3 separate regions of the Gossypium hirsutum genome follow, and regions 2 and 3 are each linked to region 1. Evidence: chromatin contacts called from public Hi-C data. All regions are on one chromosome and are shown on one strand. The core of a region is the stretch at or near the end of the contact, and the rest is flanking DNA. Distances in the headings are between cores, read along the strand shown. Region 1 has its middle 9.4 kb from the start of LOC107902048. Region 2 holds the start of LOC107902049 (NAC domain-containing protein 2-like). Region 3 has its middle 27 kb from the start of LOC107902049.

Region 1 (3,286 bases), core at 205-2,704:
AAACCCTAAACAATTAGATCTGAAACGAAACAGAAAATTAAAAGATTGGATTTTTGAATTTTCAGATCTGAAATAAAATCTCCAAATCAGCAAAGAATCAAATTGAGAATAGAAATAAGTGTTAGGGTTCTTGAAACCCTCAAGGAGATTGTGATTCTGCCCAATTGAACACCAAGATAGTTTTCCCTAAATTTCGACAATCTAATTTCACCCAAAAAGAGTATGGAAAAACCTTAGAAATTGGGGATTTTTGGGCTGATTCCTTAAGATAGAAAAAGGCTGAAAACACAATAAGAACAGAAAATAGATTAGATAATGATTCAGCACAAGTAGAAATAAAGAAAGAATTGACAGTAAGAAATTAAAAGATAAGTCCTAAGAAGCCTTGAAATCTCGAAAGATCTCACAACTCCCTTCAAACGGCTCTAATCTCCCCTCCAAAGAATATCAATGGTAAGAAGAAGGTTGAAGATGGCTCCCACAATCACAAGATTGTTAAAACAACTTCTAAAGAAAACTCAAGAGAAAATCCTTGAAGAACTCAAAGAGAATTTTCACTCAAATCAAATCTGAAATTTTCAATGTAATTGTAATGTAATGTAGGGTGGCTGGCCAAGCCATATAAATAGGCCTTTCAAATGTTTTCCTAATTTAATTAGAACACTAAAACTAAAACTAAAAAAAACTCCTAATTATTTTAATATGGAAATTCGGCCAAGGGTCTTTTATTTGGGACTCTTGGACTGAATATAAAAATTTAAACTAAGTAAAATAAATAAATAAATAAATAAAAATAAAACTTTACAACTTGGGCCACTTTGACAATTTGGCCTGATTTTCAACTGAGTATGGATGGATTTCTTGATTGGGCTGGGAATTTACTTATTGGGCATCGCCTTCAAGAATTTAGGCTTTTGTGACTCGTATCAACCATACTTATATTAAATAATAAAATATAAAATAAAATAATGTTAATGTCAATGTTAAATGAATCTTAAAAAATATTAGAGTTATATTTATATTAAATTATTAAAATAAATTTTATATTGATTAATATATATAATCACTATATATTTATACGAATTAAATCTTAACAAAACAACATTCAATTATTTATATTTTTCATATTTTTATAGTATTTTAATTTATTCAATATTTTAAAGTATAAAATTTAATTCACTCAAAATATTACCATATTATTTTATATTAAATTTCAATTAATTATTAATTTTTTTGAAATAAAAGACTGAGATTTTATTGAAGATAGAATAAAACAAAACAAACAACCGGACCCAATCAAAGGCCCAAACCAAAATGAATTCGCAAAGATCGGCCTAAATAAAACAGAAATAAAGAAACTTCCTAAAAAACTTTCCAGGTACTTACTAACCAGAATTGAAAACAGCAAACACAAAATTAAAAAGAAAATAATATAAAATCAACCCCAGTCAAATCAAAAAAAGGCTGGATGCCATAAAGTTTGTTGACTAGTCATTTCCAATGCTCCAGAACGTTCTGTCGATAACTTTCCCCGAGATCTTTATACTTTCTTTTGATATCTGCTTTAATTGCTTTTCTGCACATCTCTCCTTTAATCTGGCTCCCTAAGCCAAGTTCCTACCGAGACAAAAGCATGGCCTTCCAGTTCTTCTCCTCTCAGATAAGTATCTTCTTCTTTCTCGAGCGCATTCTTTGCTAACTCTATGAGCATATGAGTTCTAAGATCTGTGAATATATTAAAAAATAAGTTCTTGAAAATCAGCTTTCTTTTTCTGAATATCTCTGATAATGGCTCCGATTATTGACTTGTCTGTTGAAGTTGCTTGACATTTTTTTATTACTGTTTTTGAATCCCCCATAAGTTTGACTGATTGGATTCTAAGTGAACTCCCTAATTTTGTACCTTCTAAGCATGCATATGCCTCTGCTGCGAAAGGTGATGGGACATTTCCATGTATAACCGTCTTTAACACCATTAAGTTTCCCTTCAGATCCCACCCTACTAAACCTGACGCTGATCTGAAGGTTCTGTTGTCAAACGCTGCATCAAAATAGATTCTCGTTCTCGATATGATCTCCTGTGTTTTATTACTTCTGCTTATGCTTTCATTCTTTTTTAAGCTTTTTAAACCTTCATATTCTGCCATATGTCTTTGAATATTTTGTGCTAAATCCCTTCCTGTAGTGTTTTTCCTCTCGTGTACCAGTTGATTTCTGGAGAACCATAACAGCCATAGAGCGTAACAGAAGAGTAGACATTGGCCATTGTTGCTTCTCTTGAAAACCCAGGTTAGCCACTCCCATATATTTTGACTCATGTTATTCATAGCCCATGAGAGATTTAACTGTTGCCAAACTTCAGTTGTCATAAGGCATTCACGGAAGACGTGGGCACTTTCTTCAATCGCCAAATAGCATCGGGCACATCTATCATTGGAAATGACCCTCCTATACCTAAGATTAGCAAAATTTGGTATAAAGTCCCAGGATATCTGCCAGACTGTAAATGCAATTTTTGAGGGCAACTGTAGGCTCCAAAGTTTCTTGTAAAGTTCTTTTAATTCGGTCTGTATTAAATAGTCATTAGGTACCCGATTAACATCTTCTAATAGTTTATAGGCATTGCGGACCGAAAACTCACCAGATAGTTCTCCTTTCCACACCTGAATATCCTCATGCTCAATCTCTGCTAGGGGGATCTGTAGAATTTTCCTAGCAATTTCCTCTTGAAAGGTACTATTAATCAAGTTCGTTCTCCATTTCCTACTTGATAAATCAATAAGATCCGAAACTAACTGTAATTCACCTCTGTTTGTTCCATTTTGTGCGTCGATTTTATCGATCCCCTGAATCCAGTTATCTTCTCATATGGAGATGCTATCCCCTCTACCCACCCTCCAGCTCATCCCTTTTTGGAGAAGACCTTTTGCTGCCTAGATACTCTTCCAGGTAAAAGAAGGTAAATTTCCCAACTCTACAAATAAGAAACTAGAATATGAGAAATATTTTGCTTTAAGAACTTTGGCTAATAATGAATCTGGAAAATTAATGAGACACCAAACTTGTTTTGCTAATAACGCAATATTGAATTGACCAAGATCTCGAAAACCTAAACCACCATATTCTTTTAAAGAACAAAGATTTTCCCACGTGCACCAATGAATTCCTTTTTTACCCTTTCCTTTCTGCCACCAGAATTCACCTACAATGCTCTCCAATTCTTTACGTAAAGCTCTGGGTAGTAAGAAACATGCCATCGAATAGGTTGGAATAGCCTGAAGTATGG
Region 2 (3,286 bases), core at 455-2,954, 320 kb after region 1:
TTTCAAATTAGAGATTAAATTTAAAAATGAAAAACACGTGGGACTTAAAAGTTAAAAGTAAAGTAAATCAAGTTAAAATTTAAATAAATCATGCAATAAATTAAAATGGAATTATAAAAAAAATATAATTAATTCTAAAATTAAATAGTAATATCTAAGCCGATTGAATTTTAGCTCGATTGACATGAATATTATTACTAATGTAAGAGCATGTGAAAAGCTAGGTACTATATAACAGATACAAGGATACCTTAGTCATAAAAAAATCATAATATTAGGGTGCTAATATGTCAATCATCAAGCACACCAGTTGTCGAAAAATTAAAGCCTTCACATAAAAAAATCCCTAAAGAGCATGCAGCTTGTAATATGATATAAATTAATATCATATTTAGTACTCAACAATTATATCTTTTATCAATTTGATATTTATTTTTTTTAGTTAAATTTGGCTCTAACCTTTAGAACAAAAGTCATATTTGATCACCAATTGTTCAAAAAGATCAGTTCAATTTCTATTATTAAAAATATAAATACTGACTAAAATGTTAAATTTTCAAACATGACAATCCACGTAGCAATCCACATGTGCTTCATACTAATTTTTGAAAAATTTCAATTTTCATTAAAAATTTATAATTTTTTAAAATTATTTGACAGTGTGACATATAAGATAAATAGTGTCATGTCAACATGAAGCACACGTGGATTAGCACGCAGGTTGTCAAGCCAAATCATTAAAAAAAATTAATGTTTTAGTTAATATTTTTATTAAAAAAAAGGTTAAAAGACTAAAATTAACTAAAATTAACTAAAAAAACTAAAATTATAAAATATATAAATGCTAAATTTGAAAGTATGCTTATTATATATATTAAATCATATCATATAGCTATGCTTTATAAATCTTAGAATCAAATAATAAAGATTAAAGAAGAAAATGAGACGATAAAAAAAATAATGGATCTCAGCCATGTAAATAAATATATAAAAATGAATTAGGGTGAGTTTGGATGCGCGATTTGGTGCGGTGCGGTGCGGTGGGTTTAGTTTACTTTTTGTCTCACGCTACAGTATCGCTACAGTATCTAATCTCACAGCCACAGCTGTTTTTACACTAACCGCAGGTAAACGCACCGCCTATCCAAATTCACCCTTAGTGTAGTGAAATTCATACTTATGATATATTTTAAAACGTAAATAATAGTTGAAAGGTTAAACTGATAAATCCAGTACATTGCGTATTATACTGATATAGTATGTGTGGCAAAGCATTGTTTTGAATCTCCAATTTAATTTTTATAAATGGGCTATAAACATAAACCAATTTAAATTTGAATTTATTTTACTTTAGTAGAAGGGGAATTAAAGAGAAAATAAGGGAAAGAGGAAGAAATGTCCAAGGGCACCGCCAATGGTTGTGGCCACCCTGTCTTCTTAGAGACATGTCATTTTCTCATCTTAAACACCTTTAAGAATACCTCCTCCTATGTAGGCCCTCAATCCTGTGTACATCTTCTTTTCTCTCAAACATAACCTTTTTCACAAATTACAATTTGGTTAGTCGGACAATCTTTAACCCTTTCTCTAGATCTTATCTTTGCCTACCACTCGCTGTTGCGCTCGATCATTCGTACAAAGCTCTCAGGGTATAAAGAGGGCTGCCCTGGCTGAGGCGAGGATATCGACGAGGAAGGAGGAGAACAGCTTATTATGAGTCGTAATATTATTCCTATAGTTTTGTTGGTTAATTAGTTTATGGCAATAGCAAGCATGAGCAACGATAATACCAGTAACGTTGACCTCGACTTCAACAACAGCAACAGCAGCAGCTCCAGCAAAGATGACCATGAACAAGATACGGTGATGCCTGGTTTTCGATTCCATCCTACCGAGGAAGAACTTGTAGAGTTCTACCTTCGCCGTAAGGTAGAGGGCAAGCGCTTCAATGTCGAACTCATTACTTTTCTTGATCTATATCGCTATGACCCTTGGGAACTTCCTGGTATATATAATATATATTTTCTCTGTATTAATCACTACCATACTTCCTACATACATTTATATATATATCGATCGAGCTACAACAATCAATCGCAGTGATTCTTGTTTTGTTTTTGGGTATTTTGATTTTCTGGGGCATCAGCCATGGCAGCAATTGGGGAGAAGGAATGGTTCTTCTACGTGCCTAGAGACAGAAAGTACAGAAACGGAGATCGACCGAATCGTGTCACGACTTCAGGCTACTGGAAGGCAACGGGAGCTGACCGCATGATTCGGGGAGAGAATTCTCGATCTATTGGCCTCAAGAAAACCCTAGTCTTCTACTCCGGGAAAGCCCCCAAAGGCATTCGAAGCAGTTGGATTATGAACGAGTATCGCTTGCCTCACCACGAAACTGAACGCTATCAAAAGGTACCCATCGTCCTTCACCATTGATATCTATATAAAAACCCTTTCGGCCCGGGGTCCTTCCTTCTCCCATTTTGCATGTGGTGCAGTCTCTAACCCTAATTTCTCATTTGGAAAGCAAAAGCTTTCAACTTTGTACTTCTCCTAAAAGTTAACGCTTTTCAACTTCAATTTTGAGTTCCAATGCTTCAATTTTAGTAAGCAGCTGGATATGCAAAAGCAGGAAATGAATAATAGCCAACATGCTAACATCGTAAACAACTTTAATCAGGCCTTGTTGTAATTAACTGATTTCTCAATTAAATATTTTTCTTTTTAATCTTAAAACTGTAAGGAACGTGCATGAACTAATTTAAATTCAATGACCCATACCGTGTACCGACCTCACATGTATTGAATACGAGTTCTAACTAAAAGGAATCCTCAGTGTCGGAACTGTTTCTCTTACCTTGAAATCTCTTTGTCCTTCATCAAATCCTTAATTTATTTCAGGCTGAAATATCGCTTTGCCGCGTGTACAAGAGAGCTGGAGTTGAAGATCACCCCTCACTCCCCCGTTGTCTTCCAACGAGGGCATTGACCTCATCGAGAGGAGTACTGCAGTCAGAAAAGAAATATTCGCAGGCCCAAGATGCAGCTCAACAAGCCATGGAAAGGTTTCAAGGGTTTGGAGGAGGACAATCACAACCACAAATGGAGATTGAAAAGATAAGTGAGACTGATGGGAGCAGTAGTAGTACTTCTGATGTTACAACAGCTCTTGGACTTTCCAAGCAGAATGTGTACCGTCCAACGGCCCTTATAAGAACAACACTTGGGTTACCATCTGGAATAATGGAAGAGGAGGGACTGTTCTTAAATCAGTCTAAGCAAG
Region 3 (3,286 bases), core at 582-3,081, 290 kb after region 1:
CTCTTTAACAACGTTCCAATTATTAGTCTCCACACTTACAAACTTAAATCTTGCTGCCATACCAATTTCAAACCTTCAAAATCAGCCCATTACTTCGCAGTGAACATCGAACAGAGGTAATGCATTTGTTGAACCCTTAAAGCCAATGAGCTCGATTGCCCTTCACAACTCAATATGTGGAATTCTGAAGGAAATTCGAAAACAAGTTCTATAAATGAAGTTGTAAATAATTGTTTTGAGTTGTAGAAAAGCAAATTTTGAGAGACTGATTGAGACCAAGAGATTTCGACATAAAGGGACCAAATTGTAAATTGGGAAATTTTAAAGGATTATAATTTAATTTAATCAAATTGATGATGATTGTTAGACATGAGGAACACACAGGGAATGAACTAATACGAATGAAGTCACTTTGGGAACTAATTGTAAATTTGTAAACTATGAGGACCTAAAGTGTAAATTTCCCAATATGAAGAAATTAGTTAGAAAGTATTAATGAAGTTTCATACGATCATAATAGTGAGTTACTATAAAGAAAAAAGAATTTTAAGACTACATTGAATGAAAATGAGAGTTTGAGGATTTAATCGTAAATTTCTCATTTTATTGAGAAAAGTCCCAATTGTGAATTTATGCATGGAATATTCACGGTTATGAATGAAGTATAAAGTATTTTAAATAGAATATAGTAAAATGATGAGAAAAAAGAGAGTAAAGTGCAAATTTACCACAATGTGGCAATTTGGTCATTCACCATAAAATCTATATTATAAATATTATATATGGATATATTAAATTATTTGAAATAAATAGGAGCCATTGGACGCGATCATTTAGACTAGAAATTTCAATGAAAAACAAAATCAAAATCAAGAAAACCTAGAATTTATAAAGTCGAGGGAGAGAAATCTTGAGCTTACAAAACTCGCAATAGTTAGTTCTCCGGCTGAGTTACTTTCTAGGTTTTCACCAGCTTGAAAATTGAATTCATTTTTCGATACGTGTTCTGGGTGTTTGTCATTGGTTGAGGGAGTTTTTATTGTGAATTTTAAGAAATTTTAAATTAAAAATATACATAATTATGTATTTTGAATTTTAGAATATTTTGGAATATATTTTTTTAAGTTTTTACAATTTTTTAAAGAAAGTTTGAATTATTTAAAAAAAATTATATTCTTTTTTACAATTTTCAAATAATGATATCTTAATTATAATGTGTCACAATTTTATAATATAAAAAATAACAATATTAAAAAATATCATAATAATAGATGGGAAAAAAACTAATTTAACATTAATAATCACATCGAAATCAAACACCTAAATTTTAAAATTACATAAAAGTTAAAATCGGGAAACCTATATCTATAAAAAAAATTTCAGTGAAAATTTTCATATGATATTATCATTACCCCTCCCTTAGGGAGGTGCCGTTCCGTTTAAAAAAAATTGAAATTATTGTTTTTATTATAAATTATCATATATATATTTTTATATTAAAAAGTTTAAAGTGATCTCATAGTTTCTTCCTAACTTATAAATAAAAGAATAATAATTTTCATCATACTTGAACTCATGTCTTTTTATATTAACAAAATGTTTACGTCAATCAAGTTAAGATTTAATCGATAACTTTTTTAATTTTAAGTAGTAGTTAAATTAAAATTTTAAATTTATTTATTTTAAATATTATATATTAATTATTTTTATACAATATATTAATTACATGAAAAAAATTGTTTAACGAAAAAAAAAGTAGAAATATAAGGAAGAATGAGAGAGAGAGAGAGAGAAGAAGTGGGGGCGGTAGTTATCAGCAACAGCAGTGGTCACGGGTTTCTCTTGACCGAGCACCCCACAAAACCTCAATTTGCATATCCCCCACCTATTCTTATTTATTAATTCCTTTCTCTTTCTATCTCTATTTCTTTCAATTCAAGCCCCCATATTGCCACCTCCCTACCAATTATTTTTTCTAAACTTACAATATTCTACGTACTTTTGATTTTCTTTTTATTTTATAACGAAAGGTTATTTATTTAATTAGTGAAATTCATTTATAACTAATAATTTAATTAAATGCATGTTACATTGATTTCGTAGTTCAAGTATGCTAATTAGTTATATATACAAGGGTTTTTTCTTTTGAAATTTTAATTATTTGTACTAGATTATTGCACATCTGTGATGGGAGATGTAATATATATAATCAAATGATAGTTAAGTTAAAGTTTTAAACATCATGTTATTTTAAGTTTAAATTTAACTATAATAATATTTATAAAATATAAAAAAATGCATTTGGATTAATATTTTTTACTTTATAAAAAAATAGACTTTAATTGTTTCTCAATTAAATTAGTGTTTAATTAACTCATGACACCAATTTTATATATGTATATATATGCATACAATATATTAAAATTATGTTACACCCATAATGTTTGTGGAAGAAAATAAATTATAAAAGGTAATATATATCACATTTTTGGTTTAAACATTGATATTATATTTTGAAATATATTATTTTGAAGATTTTACATGCATAAATATTCTTATAGTAATTATTTATTTTTAAAAAAAGATAATAATTATTTTTTAATTTATTTCATTCTAACTTGGTAAAAATAACTTAGTAGAAAACTTCATAGTAAAGATAAGAGATTTAAATAGTGTAATAAAGACAACCATCCATATATTGCGTTTGTATTCTATAATTATTAGGGTGTTCAAACAGTTAATTAAATTGAATTATTATTAATTAAGTTAACTAAAATTTTTAATTCTTTAATCGTTAATCGAATTTAATTTCGGTTAACCGAAATTTATATGTTTTGATATTTTTGGTTAAAACAAGTATAAAACATATCAAAAAATAAATTGATAATGTTCATTTGACCGAATTAATCGAATTAACTTAATTAAAACTACATATAATTTGTATTATTAATTGTTAAGTTCGGTTAATTACCCGATTTCGAACCGAAATAATCGATAACTAAACTTCCAACAAAATTATTAACAGATCTCCGACCAAATTAGATCAATTAACTAACTGAGTAACCGAATTAGATCAGTTTAATTGATTAGTTCAATTTTAACCAAAATTTAAACATCTAAATTATACAAAGATATTAATTACGATAATCCCAAATAATATATTCATCAGAGTTACGAAAGAAACGTTGAGAAAGAGAGATTAAAGTGAAGGAAGAATTTGAGGGTATTTTGATTAAGATATATAATTTTGCTGGGATGCAAAGGACTAGAACGTTGACCAAGAACA

Evidence for each region. Hi-C and Micro-C count contacts between places; a contact is called where the count stands out from the background.
Region 2: a Hi-C map of leaf shows a contact between it and region 1, with 4 times the contacts expected there. The contact joins the promoter of LOC107902049 here to the enhancer-like site in region 1. A contact is called at or near these places in 18 of 34 Hi-C or Micro-C datasets (anther, callus, fibers and 4 more).
Region 3: a Hi-C map of leaf shows a contact between it and region 1, with 2.6 times the contacts expected there. The contact joins two enhancer-like sites. A contact is called at or near these places in 3 of 34 Hi-C or Micro-C datasets (all in leaf).

Annotation. Positions count from the first base shown.
Region 1 is chrD06:38,223,632-38,226,917 of Gossypium_hirsutum_v2.1, forward strand. No RefSeq gene overlaps it. Among protein-coding and RNA genes, the nearest start is that of LOC107902048, 9.4 kb to the left of the region's middle. Within about 2 kb of position 1,455, at least 7 of the 9 cell types and tissues checked have an H3K27ac peak or open chromatin away from gene starts, as enhancers often do. A contact at or near this core is called in fibers, hypocotyl and leaf, where this site is marked.
Region 2 is chrD06:38,539,527-38,542,812 of Gossypium_hirsutum_v2.1, forward strand. LOC107902049 (NAC domain-containing protein 2-like) reads left to right here and starts at 1,705. Exons shown (of 3, transcript NM_001326918.1): 1 at 1,705-2,005; 2 at 2,147-2,415; 3 at 2,905-3,286. The coding sequence starts at 1,759.
Region 3 is chrD06:38,512,305-38,515,590 of Gossypium_hirsutum_v2.1, forward strand. No RefSeq gene overlaps it. Among protein-coding and RNA genes, the nearest start is that of LOC107902049, 27 kb to the right of the region's middle. Within about 2 kb of position 1,832, at least 1 of the 9 cell types and tissues checked has an H3K27ac peak or open chromatin away from gene starts, as enhancers often do. A contact at or near this core is called in leaf, where this site is marked.